Regions from separate parts of the Oryctolagus cuniculus genome. Here region 1 is linked to region 2. A link is a contact called in public Micro-C data. All regions are on one chromosome and are shown on one strand. The core of a region is the stretch at or near the end of the contact, and the rest is flanking DNA. Distances in the headings are between cores, read along the strand shown. Region 1 holds the start of AASDH (aminoadipate-semialdehyde dehydrogenase). Region 2 holds the start of SPINK2 (serine peptidase inhibitor Kazal type 2).

The links. A called contact is a pair of places that touch in the nucleus more often than the background predicts.
Region 1: a Micro-C map of ear pinna shows a contact between it and region 2, with 2.5 times the contacts expected there. The contact joins the promoter of AASDH here to the promoter of SPINK2 in region 2. A contact is called at or near these places in 2 of 6 Hi-C or Micro-C datasets (ear pinna and an unstated tissue).

The regions. Positions count from the first base shown.
Region 1 is chr8:108,158,616-108,163,976 of mOryCun1.1, reverse strand. AASDH (aminoadipate-semialdehyde dehydrogenase) reads right to left here and starts at 2,148. Exons shown (of 16, transcript XM_070048081.1): 1 at 2,058-2,148; 2 at 1,096-1,283; 3 at 23-468. The coding sequence starts at 267.
Region 2 is chr8:107,823,299-107,829,436 of mOryCun1.1, reverse strand. It overlaps SPINK2 (serine peptidase inhibitor Kazal type 2), which reads right to left and starts at 3,145. Exons shown (of 4, transcript XM_051820245.2): 1 at 2,987-3,145; 2 at 2,401-2,444. The coding sequence starts at 3,041.

The DNA of each region.
Region 1 (5,361 bases), core at 899-3,398, 340 kb before region 2:
GTAAAGAAAAAAGAAATATTACCCTAAAATCCAAGAGGGCACGTTTATTCCCGGCTGGCAGTAGAGACCAATTTCCCGAATTCCGTCAAAGTCACAGTGTGACAGCAGGAAACTGGATAATTCTGAGGCAGCAGTAACCACAGTCTTATAGGTGTAATAAACTGGAGGCTGGTTGTTGCATTCATCAAAACACACGGCTATTCTGTCCGAATAGAGGGAGGCGGCCTGGTGCACCAATTCCTGAAGAGTCATTTCACGAACGTGCATCTAGACACCGTTCATCTACAGCAGAGAACTATGTATGAAGAGAAACATCGGGAGCGAAGCTTCTCTGTGGTCACTCCTTGTAAAACTATCAAAGACAGACATGGAACTGAATAGTCTATGAACTTAAGAAACGTGCATAACTCTGGGGACTAATGAGGCCAAAATGAATCTGATGCAGTCACTTCAAACACTGGGTCAGAGCTTGAAAAAGAAAGGAACGATAGAACAGATGACAATGCAAACAGTGTAGACGTCAACTGATCACAGTGTGAAAAATCTATATAATCAACCAATAAAACCACGTTTAAAGCAGCACATTTTTCCTTACAGTTATAGGAAGATTAAGACTGTCAAAATCCTATATAGTGACTTTGAAACAACTAGTGAAATAAAGTCTGCTTTTAAGTTCAGATGCGAATGAAGGCAAAATGCATCTCTGTTGGGGGAAAAAAAAAATCCTACCTTCTACCCAACCAGTTGTAGACTGTTATACATGAGAAGAGTGCTTTTTCAGCACTTATTACAGCACTTTAGAGGTCACACTCCTATAGTTTTATTCATAGCCTTGTTTGATTCTTAAATTGCCAAGTTTAGATTTACCCCCTAAATACAGTATTACAACTCAATAAAGAGTCTATAACAAGAACATTTGGAACAGTATTTCAGAGAAACATTAAGGATTGACGATAACAAAAACCTTCCTTGAAGGTGATCACCCCCTACCCCAGAATCTTAGTTCCAGATTTCAAAACAAGTAAGATTTATCAAGGAGCCCACTGACAATCCTGAAGTTTATTTGCTCATATTTATTTGGGCCAATTTCCTTACCGAGTCAAAATATTCAGCCAGGTCATTAACATCAGTCGGAAACTAAGAACCTTCTCAGGAGTATACAATGAACACCTGCAGAGACTCAAACTTTGAAGATGCAGGACTTCTGGATGCAAACCTCAGCAATACCAGAGAACCTCAGTGGTGGTTTTTAGTAAGCATTGCTCCAAGCACTTCTTTTTGGCCTGTCCAAGACAGATTTTCAGCTTTCCTTAGACATACGAATGATCATGTAGGAATGGTTGTCTACAGCACATAGAACTGTAGGAGAGGCGTTTACTTCACAATCCAGTTAATGCTTCTGCCACCCACTCCAGCACGTGCCTATCAAATCGTCTACACACGGAATCTATCCCATTGAGGCATTTTTATAAAAACCGAGTCCACTTGCAAAAGCCACTTATCTTCCTTGAACGTACCAACATGAAGTTAATTTTCCACATCAGAATAACCTCATCAATATATTTTAAAGCTTATTTGATATTAATGAATGGGCAGGATTATAATATGAATTCTTACAGAAAGTATCATTTAAATGACAAACTACACTCACATCACACTTATCTATACAATTAAGATGTTTTTCTAATTTTAATTTCCAGTTTCCCAGTGGTTGGTAGAGAATTTAGCCAAAATCCAGTGTTGTCTCGGTTTTTGATTTTCACTGTGAATATAAAATAAAGCTAGAAACTTAATTTTCCCTTACCCAGCTGCTGCTTAACGCACATCCTGCGACCGCGTTTAACACCACCGCCCCGTGTGGAGCAGGTGCACTTCCCCCTGAGCGCGGGAGCCAGGTGACTCGCAGACAGCGCACAGCCCGCACCGACCCGCACACTAGCGCCCGCGACCCCGCGCAAGCCCGCGCCGCAGCCGGCTTAGGTCTCGCCCACGCGGCTTCCGACGCACAAACCCCTCGCCGGACACCACACCCCGCCGCGACCCGCTCAGGGTCTCACCGGCGGAAGTCTCAGCCCATCCAGACCTTCCCCCCGCCCTTCAACAGCACTTCCGGAATCACTTCACCCCGTCGCGCGGCCCTTACGTCAGTCTCCGGCGTCGTCGCGTTGACGTCAGCGCGCGCGCGCCTCAGGGCTGTGGGCCATATCCCGGAGCTGTGGCGCAGAGGTAGCTGACAGCCGCAGCAGGCTTGTTAGCTGACGGTCCTCGGCTCAGCCGCTTGCGCTGGTCACGCTGGGTCTGGGACGGGATCTGTAGGACTTTGGAATTGATCGGCTTGGAACCGCATCCTCTGTATTCGCTGCCTTGAAACCCTGGGCAAGGTTCTTGGGTTTTCAACCGCAGATGAGGTGGTAATAAAAATCCCCCTAGGGTGGATATGAAGAAAGGGGAAATCATCGTGAAAAACTGGAGTGAGCGCACTCCAAGCTCTCGACATTTGTGGCGCCTGCACACGGACTCCTTGTCATCGTGAAGCGGACATTTAATACATATTTGAAATAAGGCAGAGAGATCCTCCATCTGCTGGTTAGCTCCCCGGATGCCAGCCCCAGCCAGGGCCTCCTCCGTGGGGGACGGACGCCCAGGAACGCAGAGCCATCACCTGCTACGTCCCGGGAAGCATGAGCAGGAAACGAACCGGAGCCGGGCTCGAGCCCAGCCCCTGCCACAGGCGAGGCGCGCGTCCCCAACCTCTGCCTAACAGCTGCTCTACAACAGCCGCCCCGGGCTGAAGTCGAGAAGCAGATGTGAACAGCGAGTTCCAGAAGGCGCCAAAGCCTCGGGGCGAATCGTGGAGTCTGTTTCTGAAAGCCGGCGGCTGCACGGGGACGTGTGCTCCCCAGTCGATGCAGGCCAGGGGTCAACCACATCCTGTTGGGAGCTCAGGACAAAGGCAAGCACTTGTTACGGAAGCCAGAACAAGCAAGGTTACGGAGCTTAATGTGAACAGTCCTTACCGATAACACTCTTACAGGGCTAGTTTTTGAGTAGATAGCAATGCAACTGGCCAGAAAAAACAGAGGACAGAGCGACCCAGGCCAGGCCACGGCTCACTTTAAATGCAGCAAAAACGGTAGGATGTGCAGCTTTGAGTAGGATCTCCAGAGAAAATAAGGCAGGTCCGAAGTGGCGAGTTCCATAAGCTGCGCGGGCGGGGCGGGCAGAGTCGAGCAAGGGAGTTGCCCTCATGGGCGACACCTGAGTTGCTACAGTAGGCGTCCAGGGCAATAAAGCGGTGCCCTGAGGTTTGGGTGTGGAACCAGAAGCAAGCAGAGGTGTTTTCTGCCGGTTTTGGGGGGGAGCATGTGGGAGCGCAAGGCGTGAGAGATGGCAGCTCAGTAAGGAAAGAACGGGGTGCGCTCTCATTCTCAGTTATGACCAAAAAACGTTTTGCAGGAATCTGGGAAACTTCTCCACTTCCCGACCACCTTTCTTGACCAGTGTCGCCCTGCGGGAGCCCGAAGCCCAAAAGGGTTCACTCGTAATGTCCCTCCAGAGAAACCACTGGGAAACTCCTGTGGGAGGGCCCGAGGGCCGCCCTTGGTCCGGAATCTGCACAGCCGGGCTGCAGTGCGCCTTAAATAGCTTGTGGCACGATGGGCCAAATAGGCCAGTATTTTAGGAGCTGCAGCTGCATTAGGCGTGCGTGGGCCCTCCCCACCAGACCCCACTTAAGATGCTTATCCTGGCAGGGGACTAACCCAGAGACCACCCCCAGGGGTGCTCTTCTGGGGCGGGGGGGGGGGGGAGCAGCATCCCCTACAACCAGGATATGCCATGGCTATTAAAACTAACATGACCTATTGGGGGGAGGGGTCCCCCAAGATGTATCTTGTCTGTTTTTCTATTTGGAGAGGACACCGTCATCCACCCAGATGGCTGGTTAACAGCCTCACCTCTTTCTTGCCCTCTGTATCCAATTAGACCCTACGTCCTCCAGCGATCGCACATACTTAAAAGCTGATTATAAGTTCTTGAGTTCAGGGACAAGTTTTGTTGAAAATCAAGTGGAAGCAGAGAGTTGCAGAGGGTGCGGTGTCTCTAATTTTCCACTTCATTCTCCTGTTTAAAGTGTCTGGTGGGGCCAGGATTGTGGTACAGGGGGTTAAGCCGCCACCTGCCATGCCAGTGTCCCATAGCTGGTTTGCATGCTGGTCGCTCTGCTTTTCATCCAGCTTCCTACTAATGGCTTGGGCTGGCTGCACTGGGAGCGCTTACCGTGCAGGAAGAGCTGGAATCCTGCATCAGTGAGGTGGCAGAGGCTGGAAGGGTGCTGGTTGATTGGTCACTGTTGGATGGCTCCCAGAAGATTCAGAAGGCAGACCCGCAGCGCTTTCCTGGTGGGATCCACTGTCTTGCTAATTTGTCCACAGCAAAGACTGAAGCTGGGGTCAACACAGATGTTGGAGATAAAACCCACGCAGGCTTCCCTGGGAGTTCTGGATTGTGTGACGTTGATGCCCAGACCTTGGCTGGCTGGGGAGTAGATCTACTAACATCTGATGGTGTGACAGCATGAAGCGTTTGGTGAAAGTCGTCAGTACATGCCCTTGGCTCTGAACAGGACTGCAGGAGCATTGTCTACTCTCATAAAGTTGAAGGGGCAGGTGTTGTGCGGCGGGTAAGGCCCTGCAACATTGGCATTCCATGTCAGAGGTTTCAAGTCCTGGCTGCTCCACTTCCCATCCAGCTCCCTGCTGATGTGCCTGGGAAGGCAGCAGCAGATGGCCAGGTGTCAGGCCCCTGCCATCCACATGGGAGACCTGGCTTTGGTTTGGCCCAGCCCCAGCCACTGAGGCCATTTGGGGAGTGAACCAGCAGATGAAAGATCTCTTGCTCTCCTTCTCTCTCTGTAACTGCCTTTCAAATAAATAAATAAATCTTTAAAAAAGAAATGTGTCTGGTGTCCTCCAATACAAGGAATCCCGTCTTCAGCTCAGGCCGAGGGTGGTGTAGGATTTAACTCATTCCCAAGTGAACTTCCAGTCCTTTCAGTTGCCCTCTTTCCAGAACCCAATTTCTGAGCTTTGTAGGCAGGGGCACGGGGAGAGAGCCTGCAATACAAATGGGATTGCCTGCTGGCTTTGCTCACTGCTGTTTTAAATTTAGCCTTTCCACATCCATGGAGGCCTCTGCTATTGCTCCTAGAATAGTATTCCTTTTATCCCTTCTGCTCTTTCCCTGAGGGTCCATTACTCTTTACAGACTCTCTACTGTCATTTTCAGGGGATTCCAACAGGCAGCCAACATAAAGACTGTGTCTGAGACGCCATTTCCCCGTCAATCCAGAATGATCATTGT
Region 2 (6,138 bases), core at 1,896-4,395:
CTGGGCCACAGCAGAGAGCTGGACTGGAAGAGGAGCAACTGGGACAGAATCTGGTGCCCCGACTGGGACTAGAACCTGGTGTGCCGATGCCACAGGCGGAGGATTAACCTAGTGAGCCGCGGCGCCGGCCAAGCTGGGGGTTTCTAAGCAAACCTAGGCGAGAGGTAATGGGGGCTGCAACTTGGCAAGTAGCAATGGAAATGGACAGGAAAAACCAAGGAGCTCCCTGGTGAGTCACCCTTTTAATAATCCTTCTAAACCGGGCAGGCCCTGCGCACCTGCCCTGCCTCCTGAGTGGGACCATGTCCTCACACTTCACACACCGTGGGCACCACACTCACCTCACCCCGAGACAAAGGCAGGGGGATTCTTTTTCTGAAAGGAGACCAGACCCAAGGTAACTGAGTCACGTGACCCAAGAGCACTACTGGGCACCCACAGGGAGCTGAGAACTGGGCCCTGCGGGCCATCATGTCTGACCCCTGCAGTGTGGCTTCCTTGCCGGGAGACAGGTGAATGAGGAATCACAATTCAGTTCCAGGCCGGGGTAGTGAGAAGCACAGGACCCGCAGTCAGACTGCCTGGACTGGAAGTTTGGTTCTATAATACCCAAGTGACCCTCACCACGGGGTAATCATGCCCACCTCACAGTGTTAGCAAAGATGGAACACAGAAAGCATGTGGAACAGGGCGGGGCACATGGGTGCCACGGTGATGACGGCACCGTATTCAACAGCAGCACAGAGAAAGTGCATGTCTGTGTGCTTTGGAGGAAGGACGCAGGGCTGGAAGCCTTCCTGGAAGAGGTCAACTACCGCCCAAACACCTGCAGTGGCTTAACCCGCTGATGTTAATCCAGCAACAGCTATCTGACAAGGTCACCGTGAGAATGGAGACTGAATGCGCAGACAGGTAACAACCAGATCCTCCAAGGGGACTTGAAAAAGGTCACAGAAAATGCGACTAAAAGACAGGCTTGGGGCTGGCACTGTGGCTCATCAGGTTAAGCCACTGCCTACCGTGCCACCATCCCACATCAGAGTACAGGTTCAAGTCCTGGTACTCCACTCAATCCAGGTTCCTGTTAATGCTTGCGGGCAGGCAGTGGAAGATGGTCCAAGTCCTTGGGCCCCTGCCACCCACATCCAAGACCCACATGGAGTTCCTGGCTGCTGGCTTCAGCCTGGCCCAGAGCTGGCGCAGAGTTGTGGTCATTTGAGGAGTGAGAAGATCTGTCTCCCTTTTCCCTCTGTCTCTCAGCCTTTCAAATAAATACATCTTAAAACAAAAACAAATAAGCTAACTTCGGTGCAAACTTTTTGAAGTCCATGCATAGCTTGTTCATAATACACCTTTCCCATAACATTCTTGAAACACTCCTCGTAGAAAAAGAACTGTAGCCACCTGCCCGGGAAACTAAGCCGCAGCATAGCAAAACCAGCCCAAGTCAGCCTTCGAGGAAGCCAGGCGGCTCCCGCCAGCAACAGGCCAGGAAGCCAGACAGCAATCAGCACCAGAAGGCCGGGACTTCCTGAACCGACGGCGCTTCCTACCTTTCGTCCTTGACTCCACCTTAAGGCCAGCCGGAGGCTGCCTGACATGGAAAGCCCCATGGCTGCTCGGCATGACCCGCGCCTGTCCCTCTCCCATACCAGGCTGCTCCCTTGCTCTGCAAGCTCTCAGTAAACAGCCTTGGCTTGTTCTCCTGGGAGCGCTGTGCCATTGACACCCACAGATTGATGTGATAAAGCACAACTCTCCAGCCATGGACTTCTTGAATTACTAGAGAAGACAAAAAAGCAAGCACAGCTCTGAGGCCAGTGAAGACTGAACTACTTTCAAGGAAAAGTTACACTCCTATCTGAATCCAAAGGGTTAGCCGGCTGCCCCTGCCTGCGACACCAGCATCCCACATGGATGAGGGTTCGAGTCCCGGCTGCTCCATCTCGAGCCAACCTCCTGCTACTGCGCCTGGGAAAGCAGCAGAAGAGGGACCAAGTACTTGGGGCCCCGTCACCCATATGGAAGGCCCAGATGGAGTTCCAGGCCCCTAGCTGTGGCATGGCTCAGCCTGGGTCATTGTGGCTATTTGGGGAATGAACCAGTGGATGAAAACTCTCTCTCTCTCTCTGGGGGTGGAGGATAGGGGGTGGTGTCTGTAACTGCCTTTCAAATAAATAAATCTTTGAAAAAATTCAGTAAATGCATTTATTGAAAGGAAGGAAGGAAAGGGGGGCGGGAAGAGAGGGAGGGAGGGACAAGATGGGCCAGCGAGCACCGGCTTTCTAAAGCAGACGACAGTTCGTAAAACGGCAGATCAGACCCTAACACCAGCCCCCAAGCAAAGCGGTTCGCGTCTCCCGGTGTCCACGAGGAAAACGCGAGTGGTTTCCCACTTACTGTTCTATACTCTGAAGGCTGCCCGAACTGAGAGTCCGCAGAGGCTGAAAGAGGAAAACAGAGGCAGATTACAGAACAGGGCCGGAGCCGGCTGGTGAGCTTCGAGCCACATCCTCCTCTCGTCCCCAGCCAGCGCCCCCACACGGGCTGCTGTCCACGGCGCAGGACGCACGGCCACTCCGGTCCCCACCCGACCTGGGGAGAACCGACCCGGCAGCCGGGGCCCACGCCCGGGCTCTGGCCAGACTCGGCCCCTTCTCAGGGCCACTCTCCACTGCAAGGCCCCGGACGTCCCCCGCGGACTCTACAAACCCAACACGCGGGCCTGGGCACAACCACCCTGCTCCAAGACACCACGAGCAGACGGGGGCACACGCTGAAGCAGCGGCTGGCCCAGCCGGCTACCAACCAAGGGGCGCCGCCGGGTCCTCGGGGCAGCGCCCACGGCGGGGAACCGCCACTAACGGGCGCGCGGGGCCGGTGGCCTAAATCTCCCGGAGCCGGGACAGCGCGGCGCCGGCCCGATGCTTCCCCCCGAGGCGCCCCGGCGCGGGTGGCTGCTCGCCTGGCCCTCAGGGAGCGCTACCTGCCAGGGCCCCGGCCAAGAGCAACAGCACCAAGCGCAGCTCCGCGAGCGCCATCCTCCCCACGTCGTGGGCCGCCGGGACTGCGCGGACCCCGCGGACGGCGCCACGCGCACCGGGAGCTCGGGGCTGGGGGCGGGGCGGTGGGCGGGGCGGCGAGCAGGGCGGGTCTGGGGAGGGGCGAAGGGCTGGGCAGCGAGGAGGGCGGGGCCGGGCAGGGGCTGGGCTGGGGCGAGATGGGCGGGTCTGGGGCGGGGCAATGGGCGATGGGCGGGGCTGGGCGGGGCCGGAGAAGGCTTTGCCTGGGAGATGAGAAGTGGTCTCAACGCTAGACTCGGAGCTGTAAGGGTGAGAACGCCTGGGGAAGACTTTTAAGGATTTATTATTTGCTTTTTTAAAAAGATTTTATTTATTTATTTATTTATTGACAGGCAGAGTTAGACAGTGAGGGGGAGACAGAGAGAAAGGTCTTCCTTTTCCGTTGGTTCACCCCCCAAATGGCCACTACGGCCGGCCGGGGCGCTGTGCCGATCTGAAGCCAGGAGCCAGGTGCTTCCTCCTGGTCTCCCATGCAGGTGCAGGGCCCAAGGACCTGGGCCATCCTCCACTGCCTTCCTGGGCCACAGCAGAGAGCTGGACTGGAAGAGGAGCAACTGGGACAGAATCCAGCTCCCCAACCAGGACTAGAATCCAGGGTGCTGGCACCGCAGGCGGAGGATTAGCCTAGTGAGCCGCAGTGCCGGCCGAATTATTTTTTATAAATGTATTATATATTTGAAAGGCAGCTCTCAAACGTCTCTGTAAGACAGAGATCTTCCATCCCCTGGTGCACTCCCCAGATGGCTGCAATGTCGAGGGCGGAGCCAGGCTGAAGCCAGGAGCCTGGAACTTCTTCCTGGTCTCCTACATAGGTGCAGGGGCCCAAGCGCTTGGGCCATCCTCTGCTGCCTTCCCAGGCGTGTTAGCAGGGAGCTGGATGGGAAGTGGATCAGTGGGTACTGGAATCAGCTCTCATATGGAATGCGGAGAGGCAGATGGTGGCTTAACCCTCTGCACCACAGCGCCAGCGCCAACTTGAGTTCTGTTCACGATCCTCCTCTCCCAGGTAAACTCCAAAAGGAGAGTGATTCTTGTTGGTTTATGCTGCATAGCCAGCACCCGGAGATGTTGATGAATGAATAGAGGGGGTTCTATGGACTTAAGAGCTTAATTTACCTAAAGGAAAGGAATGCCCACAGAATGCAACAAACCACTAGGAAGCTACCTGTGTGAACCCAAGCAAACGGCTAAGAAGAACTGAAGCTTACCAAGACCATATGATGCACCCACAGGTCCAGCCACAGCTGGGTTTTCTTTTTTAAGATTTATTTATTTATTTGAAAGAGTTATACAGAGAGAAGGAGAGGCAGAGAGAGACAGAGAGAGGTCTTCCATCCACTGGTTCATTCTCCAGTTGACCGCAACAGCTAGAGCTGTGCTGATCGAAGCCAGGAGCCAGGAGCTTCCGCCAGGTCTCCCACATGGGTGCAGGGACCCAAGGACTTGGGCCATCCTCCACTGCTTTCCCAGGCCACAGCAGAGAGCTGGATGGGAAGTGGAGCGGCCGGGTCTTGAACCGGCATCCCATATGGCGTGAACCCGCCGAGCCACAGCGCCAGCCCCTTATAGCTGAGTCTAGGTGCATGGGATCCACGTCTTCCAGACCTTGGGCACCTGGAATGGGAGAGCAATGACCTACCCCCACTATGCCGCATCCCACTCCCCCCCAAGCTCCAGAGGCAGCACCACGGGGTCCGGGGCACTGTTCCACCAGCACCGTGTCCTGCCCCTGCAGGATTAAGTGCTACACCAGGACTCTGTCCTTGTCCAAGTGCTGCTTTCCATGTGCCTGCAGGACCTCCTGGTGCTCAGCCAACGCCTGGTGGGTCCCCACGTGACTCTCCAAGTTGTTACTTAACACGTGCTGGCAGTCACAACACAATTAACGAATTTTGTTCTCTCCGGTCTTGCATGAAAAAGCAGGAAATGTTTAAGAATTTGTAAGAGGGTATGTGTGTGTGTGTGTATACACACACATATATATATATATAACTAGTAAATTCTACAACTTCGGTAGAGCATTTAAAAGGTTGGAAGCACAATATGCAGGGGCTGGCGCTGTGGCATAGTGGACTAAGCCTCTGCCTGCAGTGCCGGCATCCCATATGGCTGCCAGTTCTAGTCCCAGCTGCCCCTCTTCCGATCCAGCTCTCTGCTATGGCCTGGGAAAGCAGTGGAAGATGGTCCAAGTCCTTGGGCCCCTGCACCCATGTGGGAGACCTGGAGGAAGCACCTGGCTCCTGGCTTCGGATCAGTGCAGCTCTGGCCGTTGCGGCCATTTGGAGGGTGAACCAGCAGATGGAAGACCTGTGTGTGTGTGTGTGTGTGTGTGTGTAACTCTGCCTTTCAAATAAATAAATAAATCTTTAAAAAAAAAAGAATTAAACGTTAAAAATGCATTAAAAGAGAAGTTTATCCTAAAAAAATACGCATGCATCACCACTCCCCAACAGTGCCTCGAGTTTTCAAGTCTTCTTCCTTGAGAAGCTCCCTTTGAAAGCATGCACTGATTCTGAATACAGCTTTTGGGGCTATCCAGTAACTTCATGAGAAGTTTAGGGAAGAAAAATACTTTGGGACAGGCATTTGGCCTAGCAGCTACTGCCTGTTGGGAGGCCCATATCCCATGTTAGAGTGCCTGGGTTTGAGTCCCAGTTCCAAATTCCAGCTTCCTGCTAATGTAGACCAGACCCTGGGAGGTAGCAGGTGACAGCTCAAGTAATTAAGTCAGTGCCACCCATGTGGGAGACCCAGATTGAATTCCAGGCTCCTAGCTTCAGCCCTGGCTGTTGTGGGCATTGGGGATTGAACCAGCTGGCTGTAGGTCTCGCCCTCTCTTTCTTTTTCAAATAAATACAAACAATAAAAAAATTAAGAAGAAAAAAGTAGGCTAAACTAGTACTGGCGAAGTGAGAATCAGAAAGGGAGCAACAGGTGGCATGCCGAGAGGGCAACCCTCCGGGGTCCAGGTAGCAAAGGGAACTGGGAGGACCAGGCCCTGGCAGGAAGGGCTCAGGGCAGGGGAACCAGATGGCTGTTCTGAGAGTGTGTGAGG